4 separate regions of the Mus musculus genome follow, and regions 1, 3 and 4 are each linked to region 2. Evidence: chromatin contacts called from public HiChIP or PLAC-seq and promoter capture Hi-C data. All regions are on one chromosome and are shown on one strand. Each heading gives the region's core, a stretch centred on a gene start, on an enhancer-like site or on the middle of the called end of the contact. The rest is flanking DNA. Distances are from core to core; before and after follow the strand shown. Region 1 holds the start of 2610301B20Rik (RIKEN cDNA 2610301B20 gene). Region 2 holds the start of Gdf6 (growth differentiation factor 6). Region 3 holds the start of Chd7 (chromodomain helicase DNA binding protein 7). Region 4 has its middle 31 kb from the start of Plekhf2.

The links. Promoter capture Hi-C pulls out the DNA fragments that hold promoters and counts their contacts. HiChIP or PLAC-seq counts read pairs in DNA pulled down with a chosen protein or histone mark.
Region 1: a contact with region 2 is called in an H3K27ac HiChIP or PLAC-seq map of epiblast stem cells, with 33 times the contacts expected there. The contact joins the promoter of 2610301B20Rik here to the promoter of Gdf6 in region 2. A contact is called at or near these places in 12 of 39 promoter capture datasets (3T3-L1-derived adipocytes, HPC-7-derived erythroid cells, the SN4741 cell line and 8 more), 1 of 15 datasets of contacts at CTCF or cohesin (pro-B cells), 8 of 484 Hi-C or Micro-C datasets (cortical neurons, embryonic stem cells, muscle stem cells and 3 more), 23 of 115 datasets of contacts at active chromatin or transcription factors (astrocytes, cardiomyocytes, differentiating embryonic stem cells and 13 more) and 1 of 9 other capture datasets (embryonic stem cells).
Region 3: a contact with region 2 is called in a promoter capture Hi-C map of embryonic stem cells, with 3 times the contacts expected there. The contact joins the promoter of Chd7 here to the promoter of Gdf6 in region 2. A contact is called at or near these places in 1 of 39 promoter capture datasets (embryonic stem cells) and 1 of 115 datasets of contacts at active chromatin or transcription factors (embryonic stem cells).
Region 4: a contact with region 2 is called in an H3K4me3 HiChIP or PLAC-seq map of embryonic forebrain, with 7 times the contacts expected there. The contact joins the enhancer-like site here to the promoter of Gdf6 in region 2. A contact is called at or near these places in 1 of 39 promoter capture datasets (embryonic stem cells), 2 of 115 datasets of contacts at active chromatin or transcription factors (embryonic forebrain and forebrain) and 1 of 9 other capture datasets (embryonic stem cells).

Annotation. Positions count from the first base shown.
Region 1 is chr4:10,872,893-10,876,005 of GRCm38.p6, reverse strand. It overlaps 2610301B20Rik (RIKEN cDNA 2610301B20 gene), which reads right to left and starts at 1,508. Exons shown (of 6, transcript NM_026005.3): 1 at 1,234-1,508. The coding sequence starts at 1,391. n-TSaga9 (a tRNA gene) reads right to left here and starts at 1,942; the gene lies at 1,861-1,942.
Region 2 is chr4:9,843,020-9,845,892 of GRCm38.p6, reverse strand. Gdf6 (growth differentiation factor 6) reads right to left here and starts at 1,521. Exons shown (of 2, transcript NM_013526.1): 1 at 1,001-1,521. The coding sequence starts at 1,415.
Region 3 is chr4:8,689,139-8,692,023 of GRCm38.p6, reverse strand. It overlaps Chd7 (chromodomain helicase DNA binding protein 7), which reads right to left and starts at 1,618. Exons shown (of 38, transcript NM_001277149.1): 1 at 1,249-1,618.
Region 4 is chr4:10,974,735-10,977,594 of GRCm38.p6, reverse strand. No RefSeq gene overlaps it. Among named protein-coding and RNA genes, the nearest start is that of Plekhf2, 31 kb to the left of the region's middle. Within about 2 kb of position 1,419, at least 97 of the 459 cell types and tissues checked have an H3K27ac peak or open chromatin away from gene starts, as enhancers often do. A contact at or near this core is called in embryonic forebrain, where this site is marked.

The sequences.
Region 1 (3,113 bases), core at 259-2,758, 1.0 Mb before region 2:
CTCATTGGGCGATAGGGGTAACCCATATCGGGGACTTAGCACAGAGAGAAGTAAACATTAGCAATTATTATCACAGCTATCATCTAGAGATGGTAAGTTAAGCCATGCAACCAGCAGGTGGTCTGTTCATAAACTCACAAATGATTTCCTTTGGCTTAGTGTAAAACTTCAGTGATGGCATTCCATACCAGAAAGGAACTGTATTTAAAACTTGGCTTAGGGTATTTGCTGTTGTTTTTTGCACAACTTCTAATCATTGTCCCTGATAAAAAGTTTAACACAAGTGATAACAGTTGTGATTCACTTTAGGCATTATAAATGTGCTAAGGTGGGGGCAGGGAGAGGAGGGTGTGGGTGGAGTCTGGTAGTCAGACACAGGCAGGAAAGATCACATGGCTGGGGAGAAGCCACAGAAATGGCCATCCTTTCAGTGTGGAGACAGTCTAAGCTTCTTTATGTTGGTTCCAAGATGAAAAGGCCTGACAAATTCTCTCCAACCACAAAGGAACAAAACCAAGCCAAACACAAAGCAAACACTGCAAAGTAATACCTTATACATTAATGGAAGAAACACCAGCCTTTCCCCCAATGGTCTAGGCAAGCGGCAGGTCCTAGCAGGAGTTATTACTGAGCCTAAGATCTCACTTTAAAGGATAATGCAACGACGCCTGCTTTTTATTGTTGTTGTTCAAATCCCCAAAGATTTAAGTGTCTTTAAACTTCGACCTGGATATAATAGGACATTTGCTGGGTCCCTTAACTTTGGAGACACGGGGAATGGCAGGCAACTGGGCAATTTATTTAATTCAGATATTTGCAATGGATACTCTTAATAATTAAATATACTCTCATCTAACTCCTCGAGCTTAAACAAATCAGACAATAAAATGGTCTTCTAACAGCTGGCCTACCGGTTCCCTAAGGGTTGCCTGGTAACGGCGTGAGAGGCACGACATTTGCAGTCAGGGCCCCTCGCCGATGAGAACGCTGTGGGTCTGGTCAGCGTGGCCCTGTCGTGTCTCAGGGGAGGGACACCCCGATCCACGTCAGGTTAGGGCTGTCAGGTAGGGTCTCAGCTCCCTCAGGCTCGCCCAGGGGCGGGGTCTGAGCCGTGACCCGAGGGCCGTCGAGGGCTAGGACAGTAGCCCAGGCCGCGGGGGCGCGCGGCGGCGGAGGCCGGCTTAGGCGCCCCGAGCAGGGCTGTAGCAGAACCGTCCACCCGCCTGCGTTAACCTGAGAGTTTCTTTCTCCTGGGCTCCGTTCCGGTCGCCGCTGTGCGAGCCGCCGCCGCCGTCGCCTTTGGGCCGCTCACCCAGGTCCAGCCTCAAGGGGTCGAGTCTGCAGAACTTGGTCTCGACTTCATCCAGAAGTTCGTCCAGGTCCTTCGCCATCTTGAACAGACGCGTCTTTCTCTCCCGAGCCTCGCTGGCCGGTGGTTTCCACGGCAACGCGAGAAACCGACGCGCCCGGGAGCGGGTTCCCCACAACCTTCCGCGCCTGCGCAAACCTCCGGGCGACTCGGGGGGCGCGCGCGCTGCCGCGGCGCTGACGGGCGCGCACTCGCGGTGGCAGGGGGTCCCGAGGCCCGGGGACCCGCTGAGGCCGGCCGCCGCGGATGTTGTCGGTGGGTCCTGCGTGCCCGGAGCGCTTCCCTTGCCGTCCACGCAGCCTGTGGGCCCGCTTTGCCCTTCACCTCTCCCGCTCCGCTCCGGCGCCTGATCACAAACAGTCTCTCTTTCCACCCCAACAGCCTCTCTTTCCACCCCGTGGCGACCCCTGGTCGCTTTGGCAGGCTGTATGTTTCATCGGGGAATCTGCAGATCCAAAATTATTCATTCGGTGGCAAAAAACATTCCCTTCCGTAGTCGGCAGGATTCGAACCTGCGCGGGGAGACCCCAATGGATTTCTAGTCCATCGCCTTAACCACTCGGCCACGACTACTGGTGATGCTAATTTTGGCAGGAAGATTCTATGTAGACTCTGCATTGGAAACTTATGCCGCACTCAAGCTGGCTTGGATCGGAGTGAAAAAGCTTAAGCACATTCGAACATTGTGCTTTGAAGAATTCTGCCCCTCTTTTCTGTGACATAAAAGTGTTGGAGCTGAGTCTTCAAAGCTAGAGTGGGGGGTGGGGGGGGGGGTGCGGTCGAGAGGAGAAAGGGAGGGAGAGAAGCGAGAGAGGGGCCCCGGCTACTTTCTTATTGATAGAGGCATTTGCAGTAGAGAGACTGGAATTGCAGGACCTCTGGCCAGCCTCCCAGCTTCCCCGCACACTTCTAGTTTTCCTTTGACAAGCAGCTCCTAGACCGTTTTTCTCTCATTACCAATAAAATAGTGATTCCTATCAATTTATGAATCGCAAGACTGTCTCACCAGGATATGAAGCACTACTTTGAAAAAGAATATAAACCACGGTGCAAAACCCAAAACAAAATAAAGCAAAACAAACAAAACAAGCCCCCACAGTATTTTCAATTCTTATGGTTTGAGCAGGCAGTCATATCTATATAGCCTGGGCTAGCCTTAGAACTTGAGGTCTCTCCTACCTCAGCCTCCCTGGAGTCGGTTTGTAACACAGACCTAGATCACAGCACCGCTTCATGAACATAGCGAGCACATTGCATTTCTAAAGTTGTATTAGCCAAGAAGTCGGCACTCTGAGTTCGGCAGACATCTGAGCCAGGTGATTTGTTAGTTTCATTTACTTAATTCGTTCAAAATAGTTTTAAATTTCCCGAGGAGCAACATGTAACGGTGCGCAATATAAAAATGGTAGGTAACAGCTCACCAGAAGCCTTTGGAAGGATGATGGTTTTTTTTTTTTTTTTTTTTTTTTTTTTTTTTTTTTTTTGGCGGCCTATTGTTGAGTGCAACCATTACTTAAAATGTAATGTTATAGTAAAACAAAGGTAATGTCTGGCAAACTCTAGCTGTTTCTCTGCGTGGCCTTGCTGCTGTCGAGCCTGTTTACATCATAAAATTTGTAAGAACTGTGAGTTTGTTTTTTTTTTTTTTTTCTTCTGAGGTTAGACCTAGCAGTCTTTTTTCACAAGGCTTTCAGAATCAACCTGTGGTCATTGCTTCCCGTTTCATGCTCCCAGGGGCCTGGGA
Region 2 (2,873 bases), core at 272-2,771:
ATGGGACGTACCTCTTACCTTCTCTGTACCTTCCTCTCAGCCCTTTGCTATTTCTCTCCTCCTTTCTTGCTTTTTCGGAATTACTTTTCCTCTCTAGGAGCCAGTGGAACTTTCCCCAATCTCTGAAGATTTCTCTGAGATGCTATGATTTCATTGCCCATGCTATGCTGTGGATCAGCGATAATAGCAAGAGGAGGAAGCTCAGAATCCTATAGACGGGAATGCATCCTGTCTGGCACAGGGGATGAGGGTAGGGTCCCGAGATGATCATCGATAGAAGGGTTGCCTGGCTGAGAAAGGTAGATGAGTACCGTCCTGTAGTACAGTAAGCACCAACAACTCCACGCTTTTATCAGTCCCAGTTTCAGCCCACCCCGAAGATGGTGGCTTGAAAACTATCATGTGTGAGACGAGGAAAAATAAAAACGGTGCCACAAGGCACTGGGTGCCCACCTGGCTGATATTTCCCCACACCCTACGCAGGACATCGGGTGAACCCACAGGGCTGCTGGATCTAGGCACTGCCTGACACCGATCCTAGACGGATTGACTACCTTGTGCTGGCTTTTCCTTGAGAGACAGGAGGCTCTCTAAAGCTCTCATGAATGCTCTAGGGCCCGCGACCCTCACAAGCTTTGGAGCCAGGGTCTCTCAGTCCTTTCTCTGACCCTTCTCCCTTTCCCTTCATTTGCTCATCACTTCTTTTCCTCTATGCTTCCTCTGCTAGCTACCAGACCATTGACCGCCGCGATGCTTTCGGCAAAATAGAAAACAGGAAGGAAAAGGAGAGAAAAAAAGTAAGAAAGTAGGGGAGAATTGCAGACTGGAGCAAAAAGCTGCAGCTGCACTCAGAATTGGGGGCTTGAGAAAAGTAAAATAGGGGGGAGGTGTCCAAAATGCGAAGGGAATTCACAAAAGCAGCCTCTTGCCAGAGCCTGGGTAGAGCTCTGGCTGAGGAGCTCCAACTGGAGAGGAGTCGGGCGCTTTCTTTGCCACTTACCCAGTCCTCTGTCTACAAAGCTAGTGATCGTATTAGCTGACTTGGAAGACTGGAAAAAGCTGGCATTGATGCCCAGCTTCTCGGCAATGGAGTAAGTCTTGTAGATTGACAGCATGTACTCGTGAGGCACCACGCGCAGCCCCCTGCCCGGCGGCTCCTGCCCCTGATGTTGTCCGGGCGGCCGCCGCCGGAGGTCCTTCTGCCGCAGCCCGTGCTCCGGGGGCGTCCGGCCCTCGGCACTCTCTTGTGGAGTTCGCTGCATCTTCCCTTCTTTGCGGTTCCCCACGTCTTTGGTGGAGTCCAATTCGGTGGAGGAGGAGGAGGACGAGGAGATGGAAGCCTGCTGGAAACCCGGCAAATCCCAGAGGAAGCTAATGAGGAAGATCGCCCAGAGAAGGACCCTAGGAGTGTCCATGGCGAGCGAGTGGCTAAGTTACTCGGAGAGGCGGCGGCGACAGCAGCGGCTGCGCCGGGCGCGAAAGGCACGGAGCGGCTGGACAGCGGCGGGGGCCGCGCTCCTCCTGCAGACTACGAGTGCGGGGAGCCGGGTAGCAGCTACACAAATCCAGGCCCTGCCACGCCCCCTCCCGCCCCTCGCCGGGAGGTGGGGAGAGGAGGGGAGAGCAGCGCTGCGGGGATAGGGAGGGAGGCGGGTAGTGCGGGCAGGAGGTGTGGGGTGGGGGGCAGCGGTGGGCTGTGGTGGTGGCAAGGTGAGAGCTGGAAGAGCCCCACGGGGTCCGGAGCGCCGACTGGGCGAGCCAGAGGCGAGCGCCTCTGTCCCAGGGTTGGGGAGCCAGAGCCCGCAGGCAGCCGCCTGCGCCGGGGACCGTCAGTCCCCACCAGCTGCTCGAACTTCTCCAGGGACCCGGGGGAGTGGCAGCCGCGGCGGCTGGCTCGGAGCGGGGGTGGGGGTGGGGGGCTGCTGCCGCAGGCTGCGCCCTGGCTCCGGGCAGTGGCACCCTCTCTTTGCCACCCTACCCTCCTAGCGGGCGGTTAGCACCCTCTCACCCCCCCCCCCCCGCGCGCCCACAAGTTTCATCCCTGAGTCCCGGAAGCCAGGCGCAGGGGCCAGTCCTTCACAGCCCCCTTCTCTTGGTAGAATGCTGCTTTCCACAAAGACCCGCGTCAATTCCCGACCTTCGAGGTCAGGCAAAGGCCACCAGTCTTCAGAGTTTGGACCGGTGCTCGGAGCTGCCGCGCTCTCCTGCAGGCCCCAGACTCTCCTCTCGCAGACCTCAATCTCTGGTGTTTGCTCCAGCTGCTTCATTTCTCTTTCGTGGGACCCCACACTTCTCTGGACCCTTAGGGGCTTGACTCCCTCTTCTTCTGCACCCGTACTTCCTTTTTCCTCTTTCCTATTGTCTTCAGGAATTAGTCCTTCCCCCAAATTCCTTCCCATTCCGATTCGATACCTCTCCTCACCCAGTCCCTGCCCCCCAAATATGCTTTTTTTTTTGGCTGTGGCCTCCCAACTCTCTGATCCCCACCCTCTCTCTCCCCCTTTCACCAGACCCCTCCCTGCGCAGCTCTACCCCAATCTGTTTCTCTTCAGCCCAGCCTCGCCCCATCACGAGTTTCCTTTATCTGTCCCCAGATTCCCAGTGTCTTCCCCGCCCACCGCCCCGCGGTTCAGGACGTTGCTAGGTTTGGCGGCGAAGCGTTGCTTCTCTCGCACAGCGCTCTAGACGGAAGTTGTCCAGAGTCTTTACAGGGTACTCACGCACCATCTGTAAACGTCCTCCTGTAAATTACTCCACTTATGGATTTAAAAAAAAAAGGGGGGGGGCAAAAGGCTCAGAGATAAAGGCTTTCCAGGGCCATTCAGCCAAGAGGGCACAGCCACGGATAGACCCAGGAAGCAGTGGTTCCACCA
Region 3 (2,885 bases), core at 369-2,868, 1.2 Mb after region 2:
CCTCCCCGTGCCACTCAACCCGCGCCGCCTCGCCCACCCCGCACCGCGCCCCGCCGCGCCCCGCCCGCGCCCCCAGCGAGCCCTGTCCCCGGTGCGAAGCAAACAAACAACGCGTTCCCCGCCACCCTCCTTCCTCTCTCGCTGACCGCTCGGCCTCCAGCCACCTCGGCCGCTCGCGCCCCGAGCCGGCTCTCCGCGGGGCCACCGCGTAACCCCGGCGCTCCGGGGCCACCTGGCGACCCCCGCCCCCGCCCGGACCCCCGACAGGCTGGGGGGAGGGGAGCGGGGACGCGAGTTGGGATCGCGGATTAAAGTCGCTATTATGCCGCCGCTGGCGGCCCGGCCAGCTCGGCAAGGTGGGGTCCCCCGGTCGCCCGCCCGCACTCGCCCCAGCCCGGCTCCCTTTCTTCTCGTCCTCGCGCACTTGGGAGCTGCCGGGGAGCCCCAGGAACCCCTAGCTGCGGGCTCGGAACTCTGCGACCGCCGCCGCCACCGGCTGGGCTCGGGACGCCCCCCGCGCCGCGTGTTCGCGCCACCCCCGCCCCCGCCCCACGCGGCGCCCCGCGCACTTTCCCTGCCGCCGACCCACCTCGCCCGTGGCCGTCCCCGCACGGGCTAGCGCCGCCGCGCCCGCAGGGACGCACTTTGTTCGCGCCGGTGCGGCCGCCGCTCCCGGCGAGCGCGGCGTGGTCGGGCCGGAGCGGGGGGCGGGGGCGAGGCGGGGGGCGCCGCCGTCCCCGAGCCCCGCGCTCAGCGCCCCGCGCCCGCGCGCCCGCCGCCGCTCGCGCCGGAGTTGGAACCCAACTTTTTCCTCCTTCCCTTTTCTCTCGAACGCAGCCGGCAACTCGTGCTCGGTGCCGGCGGGAGGAAACGCGCTCGCGCTCCCCAGAGCGCAGACACGCTCCCTCCTGTCCCCGTCCCCCCCGACGCCGGCAGCACAACAAAAAGCCATTTACATGCGAGGAAGTGACCCTCGGCCGCCCCGCGCGCCCCCGCCGCCGCCGGCCCCGCGGACGCAGGCAAAAGTTGGGGCGCGGGGCGGCGCTCGGGCCGCGGGTTCGGGCCCCGGCGGCAGCAACGCAGGCGACCGGGCGGGCGGCGCTACGCTCCTGCCGACCGCGGCCCCCGCGCACCTCTCCCCGCGCCCCGCACACGCCCAACTCCCCTCTCGCAACTCCGCGCGGCCGCGGCCCGGCACGGTTTCCTGCCGCCGCCCCTCCCGGGGGCGCCGGGGAAGTCTGCGCTCACCGGCTCGCTCCTTCGCTCGGGCTAGTCAGCCGCCGCGCGCCGTGGGGAACAAAACGCAGAGCGGCTCCGGAGTTGGCTCGGCGGCCGCGGCCGGGGGCTGATCCACGGACGCGGAGTTGGCCGCGCGCGGACGGGGCTCTGGCGAGTTGCGGGGTCTCCGGGTCCCCGGGCCGCCTCCTCCGCGGCGCTCCTTTGTGTAATTCCACTCGATTCAAGTTTAATCCGATAGTTCCCGAGCACGAGCGCGTCCGCACCACCACGGCTCAACCCCCGCGCCGCCGCCGCCACCGCTGCCGCCGCCGCCGCCGCCGCCGCCGCGGCCCCAGCACGCCAGCGCCTGCGCGCGCCCTGCACGCCGCGCGCACGAGCCTCCCGGGCCGCGCGCGCCCGCGGCCGGCTCTCTCCGCGGCGCGCCCGCGCCCGCGCGCCGCCACCTGACGTCAGGCGCGCCTGGCATAATTTATGCAAGAATTCGGCCGGGGTGGCGGAGGCCGCGGAGAGGCCGAGAGAAGGGGGCGGCGCGGCGCGGGCGGCCGCCCCTTCCCGTCCCGCCGGGCGCCGGCGCAGCGGGCGGGTGTCGGTCCCGGTGCGCGGCCGCCGCAGCCTCTCGGGCCGCCTGCTGCCAGCGCTCTCGCGCGGGTGCAGAGGGTGCCACGTTTCCGCGCAGCACCTTCCCGGAGCCGCGGTGCGCCGCCCTGGGGCAGGAAGCGGAGGCCCGGAGCCCGTAGTGACCCCCCGCCACCGCGAGGGGTGGCCAGCCCGGTGCGGACCGAGGAGGCTAGGGGTGTTTGGGTGTCTCTTCTGTAATTATCCTTCAACTTGAGATGATTTTCCCACACGAAATACCTAGGATGGACGCCTTTCCTTTCAAATAGATCCATCCCTGCCTCACCACTTGGCTTTAACTGACGTCCTCGGTGATAGGACAGCGGGATCTGCCACTAAATCAAAAAGTTTTAACTAGAGAGCATTGATTTTAGTTGAATTTGTTAGCATGCCAAAAAACGAAGGGATAGCGCAATGGTTATGAAACAAAGAAATAGGATGTGTGCCCATTTTTAAACGTGTCAGAACTGGAGTGTTTTCATCATTCCTTCGCCAATGTGGCACTAAATATCATCTTCCAGCTTTGAATAGCCGACCTTCTTGCCCATTTCTCTTTCCGGTACAAGATGAATATTAACCTTGAAGACATTTTTTAAATTAGTTTCCCTCTTGTGTAATAGATATTTAAACATTTACTAAGCATCTTTTGTGTGTGAAACACGGAGCAGATTTATAAACGGTCAACAATTGTAAACTCCAGTATGGTTTTATTAGGCTAAAGACTGCACTCACTTATAAATAAGGAAGGAGGTTATACAGCCAGCTATGACAGCTGTGTAAGTGCTATTGAACTCAAAAATCGTAGAGAAAAGGCAAAGCATGCTAATCTGGCCCACTGATGGTTGTACTACTACTGAGCTTAGAATCACACAGTTTTATATGGACAAATGACTTGCCAAAACTGCTTCATTTATACTGCAGCTTAATCAGTTAGACATCTATCTCCTAATAGAAATAGTTTTACTCTTTTTTTTAAAAAATTTTTTTACAATTGTTGCTTATTTAAGTGCATTGATTCTGGTTTTCTTTCG
Region 4 (2,860 bases), core at 170-2,669, 1.1 Mb before region 2:
CACTGCTCGTATAAGAACTTTTTTTTTGTCCAGGCAGTGTTCTTAGGCTCTGGAGTCACAGCGGTGATCAAAACAGCCTCATGAAGGGTGAGTGCTATGGGATCCTAAAATTTAATGTCATGCAGTCTGCGCTCTATGCTGACAAGTGAGGCAAAGTGCCAGCCCTGGGAACAGATGGAGGGACGTCAGCTTTGAGGCTCTCGTGTGTACATAGCAAGTGCTCATGAATACTAGAATGAATGCATATTAAAGCCTAAGATAGACAGGTGTGGTAGTACATGTCTATATTCTGAATGTTCAGGGGGCTGAGACGGAAGAATTGAAAGTTCAAGGCCAGCTTGGGCTGCATAATGGGATCCTGTCTCATTTTAAAAAAAAAAGGAAGAAGAAAGAAAAAGAAACTGAACCCAGGAGTCACCGAGATGGCAGTTGCTGGCAAGCATGACAAACCAAGTTCCTGGGACTGACGCAGTGAAGGAGACAGTGTACTTAAGTTTGTTTCTGAATTCCACATGCAGCTGGTCTTAGTGAGGGTTCCTATTGCCATGATAAAACACGGATGAAAGCCAAGACAAGAGATTGTTTATCTCATCTTACACTTTAATATAACAGTCCGTCATCCAGAGAAGCCATGGCAGGAACTCAAGGTGGAAATCCGGAGGCAGAAATTGATGCAGAGACCATGGAGGAGGACTCCTTGTGTCCTGCACAGCCTGCTTTTCTATAGCTCCTTAGAACCACCAGCCCAGGATGGCGCCACCCACAATGGGTTGGGCCCTAACCCCTCCCACATCAATCACTAATTAAGGAAATGCCCTAGAGACTTGCCTACAGGCAATCATATGAAAGCATTTTCTCCACTGTGGGCCCCTCTTCTCAGATTACTCTAGCTTGTGTCAAGGTAACAAAAGACTAGCCCCACACCGTGGTGCCCCTCCCCCAAGTAGATGTAATAAAATAATAACAGAAATTAGGTTTACTATCCTAAATGAGAATCAGCCATTATAATTCCAACCTGAAGGGTGAATGGACATTTAAGTAACTCATGCTTGAAAGAAAGGCAGTCTCCAGTCCCAAACAAACGATGTATTTTTTTCTTTTTTACTTGATTCAAGAACTTGCTTGCTTACTGCATTCAACAGGAATGATAGTTTTCAAGGTTAAGTTTACACACATCTTTTAATTAGTGAATTTGTTAATATTTCCCCTTGCAGACTAATCTCTGCTAAAGAGAGATTGATTTTGCTCTGGGGTGACAAAGAGTAAAGACATTTCTGAGTAAATTAGGCATGCCATCAATGGCTATAATTGGGAAGCCAGCCAAAATGTAGCTCAGCCAGAACTTCACTCTGATTTACAGTCCCCCTGTGTGCCAGTCTGTCATCAGAAGGGTGGCTTTGAAGCCTACTACTTGGAAGCTTTGTTTGGTTCAAGAGCAACCACTAATTAGGACGTTATGTATCTGAAGAATGTAGCTCTTTCCAAGCCTTTGCCAGCTCCTAAAACAAAGAACGTTGAAAGGCAGGATTGGGGCTTGCTTCCTGGCACTGGAGTGGGACAGAACCCGGCTCAAATGTGACTGGCAGGGAGAGCCTTCCCAGCCCCCACTGCAGTCTTCTCTATGATGGGCTAGGCCAGCACCTGCCCTGTATTGTGTTGCTTGTATTGCTTTAGCTGGGTCTGTGTCTCAGGCTAGTTTGGGATCCCCGCCCCCTTTATTTTATTTCTTCTACTAGGTTCTGGCAGAAGAGCTGACAACCAAGAAGGAACAAGTTTCTGAGGCCGTTAAAGCTTCACAGATATTCTTAGCCAAGCATGGTTATAAGTGAGTCTGATCTTTTCTTTCTGTCTTTTTTTTTTTTAAAGATTTATTTATTTTATTTATATGAATATGTTGTAGCTGCCTCTAGACACACCAGAACAGGATATTGGATCCCTCTTGCAGATGGTTATAAGCCACCATGTGATTGCTGGGAATTGAACTCAGGACCTCTGGAAGAACAGTCAGTGCTCTTAACCACTGAGCTATCTTTCCAGCCTGAGAGTTTGGGACCCCTTAAGAAAGGTCCTTCTTACTTGGATATGGTGATGTATATATATGTGTGTGTGTGTGTGTGTGTGTGTGTTTGTGTGTGTACTTATAATCCTGGCATTTGGGAGGATGAGCAGGTGGATCAGGAGTTCAAGGTCAACCTCAGCTATGAAGTGAGTTCAAAGTCAGCATATGGGCCACATAAAGAGGCTGTCTCAAAAAAGGAGAAGAGTTGATTTGTCTTCTAACTCACAGCCTGATACAGGACTAGCTTGGTACCTTGCTTGCTGACCTGAATTTGGTAGCTACACCCATCTGGCCTTACTGACTCTTGGGGGAAGATGTCTTCACTAGTTACAGATGTGCTGTCCTCTTTAATCCAAAGAGGCATTTGTGGGGGTGGGGGTGGAGTGTGGCTCGGTGGTAGAGTGTTTGCTAGCATGCAGGAAGCCTTATATTTTATCTCCAGCATAAAAAAAAAAAAAAAAAAAAAAGTAATGGCCTGTTGTAATTCCAGCACCTGAGAGGTGAGGTGAAGAAGAATTAGAAGTTCAAGGTCATCGTTGTCTGCATTTGTGTTCAAGGCCTACCTGGGATCAATGAGACTCTTGTCTCAAAACCCAACCCAACCCAACCCAGAGACTGCTTTGTGCTGACTGTTCATTTCACGCAGTGGAGTGGAGTGCTAAGGAAACCAGGTGCCTGTTCCTGCTTCACAGATGCTCTGTGGTGTGACAGGAGGGGTGGCTTGCTTAGCCTTGTGTTCCAGGTGCCAGCCAGTGCAGGGCTTCCCTTTGAAAAGACATCTGTGCCACTTCCCTGGGTGAC